2 separate regions of the Gasterosteus aculeatus genome follow, and region 2 is linked to region 1. The links are chromatin contacts, called in public Hi-C maps. All regions are on one chromosome and are shown on one strand. The core of a region is the stretch at or near the end of the contact, and the rest is flanking DNA. Distances in the headings are between cores, read along the strand shown. Region 1 overlaps limk1a (LIM domain kinase 1a). Region 2 holds the start of limk1a (LIM domain kinase 1a).

Region 1 (6,147 bases), core at 1,180-3,679:
AAATTGAAATATTATCATCAACTAATAATATGTGATTTTAGGATTTTGAGGGCAATCAAGTACTACTCTCATCTCGTGTACTGTAAAATAGTTCAGGTCTGAGCAGGTTCTGCCTCATCATGTCAGCTGTCTCTCCTCCTGTGGATGACCCACTGTGTGTTTACATGTAAATTGCAAATATCTCTGTATATGTGTCTGTCCATGCATCTGTCTGCGTTTTTTTTTGTCCTACTCTTTTTGCAAACTGCATGATGTACTCGGTCTGCTTGACTTCTAACCCAAGCTGGTTTTTGTCTCAAAATGATGTGATTTTAAATTAAAAAAACAAAGAGGAAAAGACAAAAAAAAGTTAAGAAAGTCAAGCTTAAATCGAAAGAGCAAAAACACACCATCTGTGTTTTTTTGTGTAGATGTATATATAACCACTGAAATCTTTTTGTATAGATTTGAGTACTTTAATTTGCACTATATTACCAAATGGCTGGATGAAGCCATGTTTGTTAATTTCCTCTCTTGGGCTTCTTGTGATACGGAAATAAATGATGTCGGTTCAGGTAGAAATATGAATGCAAGACACTGATGGAGCCTTTCAACTGTAAAAATGGGATCTAGGAAATGCATCCTCTTGAAAGCAAACCGTTTTATAATTATTTACATGCATTTTTTGTGCATGGCTCTACATTCGATGTATCTATGGAAACCATGACTATATTTTGACTTTTCAAGCTTTAGCACCCAAAACGCCGTTGCTACCGAGAGGATGCGTTGTCCCAGCTCTGCCTGCTGCCTACAGACTGGTCCTTTGCGAATGAGGTTCTGTGTTTTTTTTTCTCCTTCTGACTGCTTGCTTTTGTGTGGGATGCTCCACAGAGGCTGCAACCTCTGCCTGTCGTTCTGATGTTGGAGCACTTAAACTGGCCACTCACCTTCTCGTCCCACTCCTTTGTCTCAGGGCCGTATATATTCCTGGATCTTTTTTCACTAATTCAATTAACTCGGCAGCTTAATAGGAGAGGAGGATTCAAACGCTTAAAAGTGAGACTCGGAGCATGTAACCTTCTGTCGATGTAAAATGCTGAAAACACAAAATATGCTTCTGTAAAACCTGCTGGAGTGCGTGTGCGTCCATGGGCTCGCTCCACGTGAGATGCTTCGGCGCGTTTTCTGTTCTGTCGAGCACGTTAGTGTGTGTCTGTGAGGATCGATGAGGAGGATGCCGCGGCTCTTCTTTGCAAAGGATCGTTACCTCTGAACAATGCTGTGCCTTCGATGTAAGCTAGCCTTGCCAACCACTTGGAAAAAGAAACGTGAACTGATTCCCCTTTTCATGTGTCATAAGTGCAAGCCTGATTTAAGTGGAGTGAATATCATTGCTGATACAATGTTGTATGAGATGTCATCTTGTTCTGTATCCTATTTATGTTTTTCCGATGCCTAGTTTTGATATTTTAACCTTATATTTCTTTGATTTTGGTCTCATTTTTTTTTAAATTACACAAGCTGTGAAAACAATTCTGCACTTTAATCTTGAACGTGAGCATTTAGACTCTGAGGAGGCGACTGTTTTTCCCCCCCCTTTTTTTTCACGGCTACAAATAAAACTGTTGCTTCTAAAACAAACCAAAGACTCAATGTGTTTGTACAATAATGATGGTGTCTTTCTATTTATAACCACTCTATCAAGTTCCTCTGCATTTACAATGCTGAAACACACTCAGAGAACAGTGTGAGAGCTCCATCCATGTGTATAAAATCACACTAGAAGACAGCTGCATTAGTGCTATTGAATGTGTGTGTAATGGAAAGTGGAAAAAAATCCTGCTTGTGTTTTCTAGAAAAAGAAAAGGTGAATTTATTAGAAATGGGTTGTCAAATTGACCACTAGATGTCACTAGAAGTTGAAATGATATTGTAGAAAATAAAAATATAAAATGCAGCTACTCGTCACTCTCAAAGGTGGACAGTATGAGTCTTACTCATTCTACAACAAGTAATGTAGTACAGTACTGTACGAGCTGTACAGTAAAGCATCAGTAAATGTCATAGTGCTGCAAAAATGTTGCGCTAAAATCGTCATTTGTATTGGATTGCTGTTATTACTGCATGTTGAAGTTGAGATGGAGAAATTGTTTATTTTATTTTATTATTGTAGAACTTATACATATACATATAAATAAGCAATCCCTACAATCTACCTCAAAAACTCCATATGCAATAATATACTTTTTTTTTTTTTGAACGGTGGCGTTGGATGATAAATGTCAACATTGCGTGCAGGATGAGTAACAGTAAACATTTACACTTCCAAGCGAACCTTTCTTCCCCACATCGCGTCCATGTGCGATTGTTTTCATTCCGACGCCGCTGCTGCGGAGCCATCGTGACGTCACGGGCCTAGCACAGAAGGGAGGGGGGAGGAGAAGGAGGGGGGCGCGCGCATTCACAGCACGCGGGCGGGCTGCTGTCATTTCACCGCAGTTGTGTTTGGATCTGGAGAGGAAATTAAGGAAATACCAACGAAGAAAAAAAAAAGAAAAAAAGGAAGAAGAAGAAGGTCGCCGCATTATTAAAAAAATAAAAATGGAGCATTCGTCCAGCAACCACCGGTTTCGGTCCACAATCTTCAACCACGGTGAGTAACGTTGAGCTCACATCGGACTCCGCGTCCGGGACGTTTAGTCTCGTCCACCGGAGTGACACCAAGACGCAGTCCACACTTTCCCTTTAAATGTCTTTTTTTGTAGTCGTTAATAAAGACACACGGGTCTCCGTTAAAACTCACGCACAGCGCGAGCCTCTACGTCCCATTTAATCCGCACACTTTTATTATTAAATGACTCTCTGTCCGGACCGGAGGGTCCGGTTCGTTCTGCTAAACCTTAATCCCGCCAGTCCTCCCGGTGTGCAAGAGCGGTACCGAGACCGGGTCCACACGCTCCCGTCGCTTTATTTACCACAACAATCACTCCGTATTCACCTGTGATTTATCACACCTGAGACCATGTCAGAGAGCTCGCTCTGTCCAAACAGGGGACTTTATTGGGACTGTTGTCTCATTGAAGCAGTCGTCCCGTGTAGCGCTTCTGTGGCAGGTGAGGACACAGATGACAGCCTCTCCGGTGGACGCGGGTCGCGCTTGACCTCCATGCGGTTTGGTTCATCGTGTCCTCTGTTGCTGTAACTCCAGATGTGAGCATTGTGCTGGATTACAAAAGTGTTACTAGAGAGCTTGGGTGCTTAAATACTGTGTGTGTGTGGGGGAGCTTTTTTGTGTGTTCCATGGACTACACTAATCTACCTAAATGTAACATTGGTTTAAACCAGAGGCCGTGAAAGAACGACGAGAAACCGGGCTATTTTAAATCTGTGTCGCCTGCTCCAGAGTTCATTCCCTATGCGGTTGGGTTTTCTTTTCTCAACCAGAAAACCACATTGTGTGCCCTGAGATTCACCTTTACAGCTTCTCTGCCGATTCCCACCGTAGCGGAGCCACTTCAGATAGGACATCTTGGCGATAAGATCACATTTTTTTCCATGAATGACTTTTTTGTTTTACCGATGACTGTTGAGAACTGTCTCAGCGTGTCTTTAGAAACTCTTCAGTCAGGAAACTGAAACCCCCAAAACTGTCAATGTGCTTCCAGAAGCACAGAAAATGACTTTCAGCAGCGGGGTGCGGATGTGTAGTTGTTTATAACAATTGCTGTCCTGTATCGTTGTAAATCTTTCCTCGAGGGGAAAAGATGTATTTGAGGAACACAAGCAAGCTCGGCCTTTGAATACTAAATTCGGTTCGCAAACTCAAGCTTGAGCAGGTCTGCATCGTTTAGAAATATATATTTCTTAAGTGACAAAGGAGAAATATAAAGATTTAACCGGTGCATGACTTGTTTTATGTGAGAGTTGTAGGGTTTCCCTTTCCTTAAAACATTGAATAATGTCCCACTGATCCTGATCACCCGGGTGTCAAATACTATGATGTGTGGTAACCACTACGCAAGGTTTAGATGTCATCCAAGCGTTGTGGTCTTCCAGGCGATACGTTTTCGACATGTTTACAGTGTTGTGTTTGTCTCCTTTCCTATGTTTGACCCCCGTTGGCTGTGCGCTTTGACCTGATTTCTCCTGTGGATCAACCGTCCTCCTCAAACCAGATGATGAGGTAAGAAAGCCGAGTTTTCCTTAAAATCTGCTGCCAATGACTAAGTAGGTCACTGGTGAAAGGAGATTTTGCCTTGATTATCTCTCCGAAATGAGGACATTGTGGTTTGTTGATTTCACCTCTGACAGCCGCTGCTGTTCAGGCGGGTTTCCACCCAGTTCTTGTTCATCTAAAGAGGCTTATGTTTTCTTCATGCTGAGTTGGAAACATGCGAAGTATGATTCAAACTTGAGATTTATTGCTGAAAATGCTGCTGAATGACATGATTCTCACTGTAAATCCACTGAGCTCGTGTGACTTGGCTGTTGTGCTTTTGGAGGTTTTCTACTTGACATCAAAGAGGCGTCAGGTGTGTTTTCTTGTTCCTATTGTGGCCACCGAGAACCTGCTTGGTCTGCGAGTTTTACTCGTTGGCAACATCTTGCCCATCCTTCTGCAGTGTCTCAGCGTCCTGTCATCGCCTTTCCAGTAGCCAGCGTCCTGCCACCTGCCCGTCAAAACCGCCCCTCATCCTCTTCTCTGTGTCACTCTGTGCATCCGAAAGAAAACCCTGCAGCTGTGTTTGGCCCGGCTGAGTGGGGATGGAAAGCGGGTGGGGGCGGGCAGCAGGGTGGGTGTGTTTGTTTTTAAGCCCAAAGCATTCACAGGCCGGTGGAGAGGTGTGGATCCGTGTGAGTGCGACAAACCTGGTTCCTTCCTTAGCAACATTCCAAGCCCATGTGACAACAGAGGGAACACCTTGTGGGGCAACTTTCCACATCTGTTCAAGTTCTTGCGGCCAAGCTGCCGCTGCCGCTACCGGCTGGGTGACGGCGTTCGCTGATTAATCTCTGATGGTTTGGCACCCCTCTCTCTCTGGGTATGCGATTAAACTAGCAGATGTCTACATAAAAGTAGTCCCCGCCCTCCGAAACCACACCCATCGTGTGTCCTCATTAAGCACACGTGTCTCTGTCCTCTTTGACGGTCCTGGTGGACGTAGCCGAAGTGCCCTTCCCACGTGTCCACACCCCGGCTCCGTAAACCTAAAAAATGCCACCGAACCTCACGTACAAGAACACACACAGAATGACGTCACTGATCACGGGTAGCGCCAGCTGTGGACAGAGAAGCCAGGGCGGCTTGTCTCTCTCACACACACTCACACACACACACTCTCACCATGGTTCATTCCTCTGTGGCTTTTACTCAACTAGCCATTAGCTTCTTGTGCCTTCCATTGCTGCTTACCGCTGCAGCCAAAGTATAGTCAGTCTATACTTGGACTTTATTAGCCCATTAGCTCGCTAGCTACTGCAGTGGATGCCGGTTTTTCCCCTTTCCTCTGTTTCCCTCGTAGCTACGCCTGTTTTTCTCATCAGCCGTCACTGCTTCGGCGCGTGCGCCCTCGTTGTGTCCCGTTTGCAAACTGGAAAAGGCAGAATTGGAAAGTATGCTGCACCACACCCGTCTGTGCGCCGATTGGCATTTGACTGTTGGAGAGACACATACAGTACATTTTATTGCAACACAAAACATCGCAGGTGGATTAGTTTCGGGAATGTTAAATGACGGGCGTGAGATGGGATTACTTTTTCACACTGGGCGTTCCCTGTGTTAGATGAGGGCACGCTCTGAAAACAACCTCACTCTTCCTTCATGTCGTCATATTCACGATCACGCGAATGCCAACCGGCACCCAGTATCAGGTGCTGACATTATACTCCTGCGCGGTAATCCTGTCATCCATTACGTTACCTCAGTGAATCCACGCAGCACCGCTCCTCTCTGTGAGGTCGCTCGTCAGTAAATCCTGACCTGTGTGTGTGTGTGTGTGTGTGTGTGTGTGTGTGTGAGACCCTCCTCTGGGCAAAGGGTGGGCGCTCCCCTCTCGGTGCATGTGTGGAGATCCGGCGTGTGATGGCCCAGTGGTGATGGCTGCGGCGTCCGGGTTTGGGCCCGCGAGCTCTGTCTTCGACAGGCGGCCCTCTGGGCATTTTCGGCGT
Region 2 (6,723 bases), core at 382-2,881, 36 kb before region 1:
CCATGAATTTCTAACGTTGCCAAACTTGTGATGTATGAAGAAGCAGTGTTTGCTGAAGACGTTACAGGGGAAGCCTTCAAAGTATATAAAAAAAAGCCTAAAATACTACTCTGGCGTTTTCATTACATATGTGTGAATGTTTCATTAAGTGTCTCAAATAGAGCGCTTTATTATGCTTCCAATGTTTAGTCTCATTACAGCAGTTATTTACATTTATTTGTCATCACATGACTTTTCAAGATGTCTTGCACCATTCTTTGACTAATATCTTAATTGCACCATTCTTTGACTAATAGCTTTATTGTTACCAGGAATGCGTGAACGATCCTTTCCTTTCGCATTTATTCAGCGGTTAGAATCGTACAACTGAATTTTGTTTATTGGGAGAGACTAAGTGTTAGTGAGAGGCATGATCCCACTGTTCATCCTTTACTTGAGCTGCTTTTACAAAGGCTCACCAACCAAAGGTCCATGAGCGCTGTTGCCAAGTGACCCGATCTCTCTCTGTGGTTGTGTACTGTATTTTGTGTACTAAATTGATAAACGCAGGCTTCGGTTCCTTCACTCTGCGCTGTGTAAGAAATGTCTTTGAGCCCCGCTGGGTCTGACCTGGTCCTATGTGCCATGGGATAGTCTTCATCTTTATTTAAAACTGTTTTTTTATAAGGAGGAACAGTGTGGTTTTGCACTTTTTATATTTCCATGTGACACATGTGACTTGTTCCTGGAATCCAGCATCAATTTGCTTCATTAAAAAACAAAATACAATGTGTAAAAAAAGATATTGCGTTGTCCTGCTTTGTTTTTGTGATTGCTTTTCACAGGCGCATCAATTTGTCCCTCAAAGTGCCTCGGCTGGTAGATCAGTTTGCTGCAAGCATCATGCCACAAAGTAATAATATCGCAGGTGTAAGTCTTTTCTGTTTGTCCCACTGGGCAAAAATGAATCAGGAACGACGACATTTAGTGTGTTTTATTAGTTGGCACAGCTCTTGGTTGTAATGACAACAAACAGATGGGGGGGGGGGGGGGGGGTTGGCTTTGTGCCTCAGCGGTAACTTAACTGACTGTTCTTGTGGTGCCAGCTGGAAATAATGAACTCATGTTGCTGTTCTCCCGAGATCTCCTGGGAGGACCAGTGACCCGTGCGCTGCACCCTGGACATCTAGTTCACCATCAGCAGAAGTAAACGTCCCACTTTGGAAACAGTGTCACTGTGGAACTGCAGTATAATATTGTAGGTACTTCTACAAAGGAGTAACTATGTGGTAGCAAGAATTAGGGAAAACTCTTTTGGGCTTGTGTTTGTTGTTGTGTTGTTCCTAAAAGGAATGCTTAGTTTAAATCCAAGATAATATTAATTCATCATAATCCTTTTTTACATCTTGGGGTTCACTTTTATCTCTTACTCTTTAACATTTTTCCATTGACTCCAGTGACAAAGAAAACGATGCATTTTTTGTTGCAGAAACGCATCTCTATATATCGCAATATTTTATGTTTACATTGAACATATCAACCAAATAAAAGGAGGTTATCATTATGTATTCATTTGCCGCTCATTGGTGTTTCCTGCACTGCGCCGGGCCCCCCCCTGAAGACATGCATTCATTAAAGCAACGAGCGCTGCTGGTTGGCCGCCACTCGTCCTCCTCTCCCCGGCTCAGCTGCTTCATTGGTCGGCAGTCTCTCTTGAATCAAGCGCCGCACAGACGTGCATCGGCGCCGGGGAGGAAGCATCGCGGGCCGCCGCAGGGAGGGACCGAAGCGAACCGCGACAGGACCGCTGCACTGCTGCTGCTGCTGCTGCTGCTGCTGCTGGGGGTGCTGGAGCTGCCGGTGGCCCGTCGGACATCCCCGTTCATCTGTCGACCCTGAGGCGGCTGGCTCTTTAGCCGGAGCTCGGTATCCAAAGAGTGGATGAGGTTGATGCTGCTCTGCTGCACCTGGAAGGACGAACGCATGGGAGAGGAGGAAGGTGAGGAGCCGCCGCTGGGCGCGCAGGGGCGGGAAGACGCTGTTCCACCCCGTCACGCTTTCCACTACACCCCCCCCCTCCACCCCCCCTCCGTTGACCGGCGCTTATGGGCAATACTACGCGGCATCGTTGTTTTTTTTGGTCTGCGTGTCCGTATTGTGGTGCCGCCGCAGCCGTGTCTCGTGTTCGGATGCGGCGGTCTCAGGCCACGCGCGCAGCACTCTCATCCATTCGACCTAGAGGATGTGCGCATGTGTTCAGCGTGTGACAAGCAGAAGCAAGTTACAGTGATCAAACTAATGCGAGGACTGTGACGTCATTAATGCGAAATGAGACACTTTTATTATGTGCATCTTGGAGTTATTGTTCTGCATGACACATAAAGGTTTTACAGAGTTGCAGAGTTGAGTTGCAGATAATAGCATCAACGATTCAAATCCTCAGTTATCTCTTCCTGGTTCACTGGCTTGATTTACTAATGCCTCTCAGAACATGATAACCAAGTTTTTCCTCAATCTAATTTGCTGAGAGGAACATTATCTGAAGAAATGATGCCAGCACAATGGTTTGGTGGGTTGTTGGGTGTTTTAACAAATGTATTCATGCTACACAAAGCATTGGCCTTTGGAATAATGTTTGATCTTTTTAAATTTATTAATAAATGGCCTATTTTTTTGTTGAATTGGAACGCAAATTATATATTATCAGAATATTGTTTAAATAAATGCTGGGAACAATTGCTCTAGAACAAGCGTTGGAATAATTATTTGTGTATCACTGTAAATACGTTTCGTTTCGAGACACTATTTCACTGTAGTTGTCATTCAGCCTCGATCATGATTACTCACCTTTAATGTAATAACTCACTGTGCAGGACGAACCTCTGCGGGAGTTTTTGCAAGTCATGATTTGGGAGGGATGGGACACCTGCCAGGAAAAAGTAGTGTGAGTGTGAGTCCGTGTTAGAAGGCAGGTGTTTGTGCGCTTTTTGCTGAGGTATTTGCATCCTCTCTGAAACCTTTGCAGACAGCAGAGGTCCAGTTTTCAAATATAAAAAATCCCCGGTAAAGAGAATGAGGTGAAACCCATTCATTAGTAAAGAGGGGAAGTGAGGGGAACAGGAGAAAAAAAGCCATCAGCACGAACCAGCGAGTTTTCAAGCCAATCGGATCAATATATTTACTCCAGCAAGGCGGCTCAGTCATTACAGAAATGAGCCGACCGCACAGGAACCTCCGCCATCAAAGGATGGAGGAGTAATCAAAACCTCTGCTTTGTTCTCCTGTGATCCAACATTGATCCAACAATATACAGACATCGAGCTGCGGGTTAAACTCTGAACTGATCTGCACTCAGGACCGTTACATTTATTCTAGCTGTTCTTTTGTCTGTAAAATATCAGTAAATAACAGTATAAATGTAATAAATACAGTGCACGCTGTTTTATTTTTCAGCTGCAGAAACGTCACCGATGATTTCCTGCATTGTGTAATTTGCACGCAGGCTCAGGTCAAGTGAAATGTTTTTGTAGTTTCACTTTAAAAAATAATTTAGGAATTGAAATATTGTCTGCTTTTATGCTAAGAAGGTGGGAACAGGCAAAAACTGTCACTATAATTCAACAAAGTGTCTTTCTGAAATCTGATTATGTGAATTTACACTAATTTCAAGAACCCAGCAATGTTATTTGAGAATATTGTGAAAGTTGTTCATCTGTAGCTTCTTCTTCCACTCAACGATTCAAGCCTACTAATGAAGGGATTATCGCCTTTATGTCCTTTCATCCGAGATTTATATCATAGTTAATATTCTCCCTTTAGAGAAGTTTACTCTTTTATTAAAAATGATAAATGATTTGTCACGTAAGCAGAATTAGAAAAAAATGGTGTTCCTAGTGCTACAATATTTTGACCAAGATTCACTGGTTAATGATTACGATTTATCGTATACTATATTTAACCGGACTACAAAAATTTCGTTTCAGTTTCATTATATAACTTTGAGAAAGAAAGCACTTAAGAAATAATCTGTATATAACAGCAACAGGCTTGTTCTATTTTTCTAAATGTAATGATTTGATATAAATACGATATCTGTTGATGTGCCTGTTGAATGTTGTCTAAAATGAAGAAGCATTTATTCTGTGCTGTTTGTTTGCTATCCGGAGCCTCAGTGAGGATTTGCATGGAAGGCGAGTTAAGAACAGAGATAGCAGTCACATGCAAACCCATATCAGCGAATATGACACGTCGTCAAAGGACTGCCATTGATTCTATGCGAATTGCACCATAAAGCCGTGGATGCCAGTTCCTCCTGTAACCTGCAATCTCTCGCGTTTTCAGCCGGAGGACGTTTGCCCGTGTGCGCGGGATGCAAACAGAGGATCTACGATGAGCAGTACCTCCAGGCCCTCAGCTGTGACTGGCACAGCGTCTGCTTCAGGTCTGTGCAACACTAGCCCACCTCCCTCCCGCCCCGGCATGTCCACACGAGTCTTTAAAGGTCAGGTGATGGGGGCGTCTTCTTCAGCGACCCGCTGGATGAGTGTGGAGCTGAAAACCATTAGTCCATGGCAGGGTTGGGTCACTGGAAAGAAAATAAATCCACCTTCTGCTGCAATTTTTCTCCCCGTGTCTCTCCCTCCTCTCCTTCTCCATCATCCCTTCTGCTGTCCAATGGAGCGGTTAATGGACATCAAAATAAAAATAGGTATTATAAATAATCACGTACAATGACCTTTGATGAATAAACAAAACGCTGTGTAGTGTAGTTTGTGTGAAGTTTAAGCAATAACAGTAGCTGGTTTCAGCTCTTTTCTCTGCCATGCGTCGCAGCAAAATCAAATAGCGTTTAGACTGTTAATTGTTGTAAAAAAATATATATGTTGTTAAGGAAAAGACCAGTTCGGGTGATCGTTTAAACACGTTTATTACTCCTATAATTCATATGACTCACCACGGACACAGAAGCTCAGTAGCGAAGTCCCTCACAATTGAGCGGTTTGAAAACCTGTTTGAATAATGTTTACAAAAAATAATTACATCAAATGATGCAGCCTGATCTCCAAAACCAGTTCGTAAAAATGTATACGAAAATCTTGAACATACAAATTTGGTAGTGATACATACGAAATGACGCCACCCTATTCAAAGTGAATGGGGACCTGCACCCTGTAAACACACTGTGTGAAGTCTAACGATGTAACCTAACCCTAACCCCCTCCAAAAATCCGGAGAGGCGGAGAGACGTTCACTCAAGGGGCGTGGTTAACCCCCAGCAGTTCGTATGTATCACTACGAAATTTGTATGTTCAAGATTTTCGTATACATTTTTACGAACAGGTTTTGGAGATCACGTTGAATGATGATAAAGCATTGACTTTGATTCCAAAGCAGCTCCTTTTTAAAGGATGCCTTCAGCTTGTTCGATTTTTGATGGATTGTTCTGCGGCACATTGTGTGAGTGGGCAGTGAGACTTCACGTGTCTCCGTGTGAATTCATCACATTGCTTGGATTTCAACCACTATTACGGTTTTTAACATTGAGCATTACAACATGTAATATACTGTATGTCTGTGGCTTAACTGATCGGAACGCAGAAATTATGTTTTCGTAGCCTCCTAAACCATGATATTATTTGATTATTGTAAACCCTTATATACCCATATATATGGGTACATATGTGTATATATATATATACATATTAGAACCACACAGATACAAATCTACATCATCACATTCCCTTTGAAGGCATCTTTTAAGAGCACCTACATGCTACATGTTCGTCATCCTATTGTCACTCAATCTTCAGATCAATACAGTTGCATCAGGTCAAATAACTCTTTGAATATAAAGAGATTCAAAGATAGTGGAGACACACTAATGGTCATTGATTCTTTGAAGACTGTAAAATGTAATCGGAGACTTCCGCTTTTTGTGCGATTTAAGGGTCATATATTTGCTTTTTGCAGCAAATGTTTTCACCACTGGAATTTCCCTCGATTAATTAAAAACATTTAACATATTTATTCCACGCAGCTCGCTGCACAACAGAAACTTAAATACATTTAGCAAAAACAGAGACCCGTCAACCACACCTGCATCACGCGAGGGCCTTTTAGTGTTTGTCTGTTGTTGTTGTTTTTGTACGATTCCATCACACTGTGGCAGAAATATAATACGCTCCCTCCCTGATAAGCCAGCGCTGATAATCCCATTAAGACGAGTGGCTCGTGCAGCCGTACCTGAAGGTACAAACCTCCGCCATGGAGGCCATTGACTCGTAGGGGCACAACACAGTTTATCTCCATCCGCGGGGACGTACAGGGTCCCACCGGAGGATACCACGCTGTTATTGTTCCACGTTGACTAAGAGGAGGCTCCGCTGGGGGCCTGGTGTTGGTGGAGAATCCATTTAACGGTTGAAGATGAGACAGGCGAACTTTGTGTTTCAGATGCAGCTTGAATGCAGATGCAGAGACACAAAGACCCGATTAGATCAGTCTGTCTTTCCTAATGGGTGAAAAATCGTCATTTGGTGCATTCTTGAGATGTTTTAGAAATGCGACACTCGTCCTTTCACTCTGTTCGTCGGATTGCCGTGTGGAAAACTGACCTCTCAGTGTGTCGTTAATGATTTCCCCCGGATGGATGTCTGGATGAGAAATCTGAGGAGGCCATCTGGGCACAGGGCAGAGTGTGTTTGTTTGTGTTTGCGTGTGTGTGTGTGATGATGAAAGAGTGCA

Evidence for each region. A called contact is a pair of places that touch in the nucleus more often than the background predicts.
Region 2: a contact with region 1 is called in a Hi-C map of skeletal muscle, with 2.8 times the contacts expected there. The contact joins the promoter of limk1a here to the enhancer-like site in region 1. A contact is called at or near these places in 4 of 6 Hi-C or Micro-C datasets (skeletal muscle, tail fin and whole body).

Annotation. Positions count from the first base shown.
Region 1 is chr1:8,788,668-8,794,814 of fGasAcu3.hap1.1, reverse strand. limk1a (LIM domain kinase 1a) reads left to right here. Exons shown (of 16, transcript XM_040175949.2): 16 at 1-1,620. Among protein-coding and RNA genes, the nearest start is that of septin4b, 11 kb to the right of the region's middle. Within about 2 kb of position 2,429, at least 7 of the 9 cell types and tissues checked have open chromatin away from gene starts, as enhancers often do.
Region 2 is chr1:8,823,655-8,830,377 of fGasAcu3.hap1.1, reverse strand. It overlaps limk1a (LIM domain kinase 1a), which reads left to right and starts at 1,631. Exons shown (of 16, transcript XM_040175949.2): 1 at 1,631-1,978; 2 at 4,321-4,420. The coding sequence starts at 1,921. elna (elastin a) reads left to right here. Exons shown (of 47, transcript XM_078098250.1): 47 at 1-780.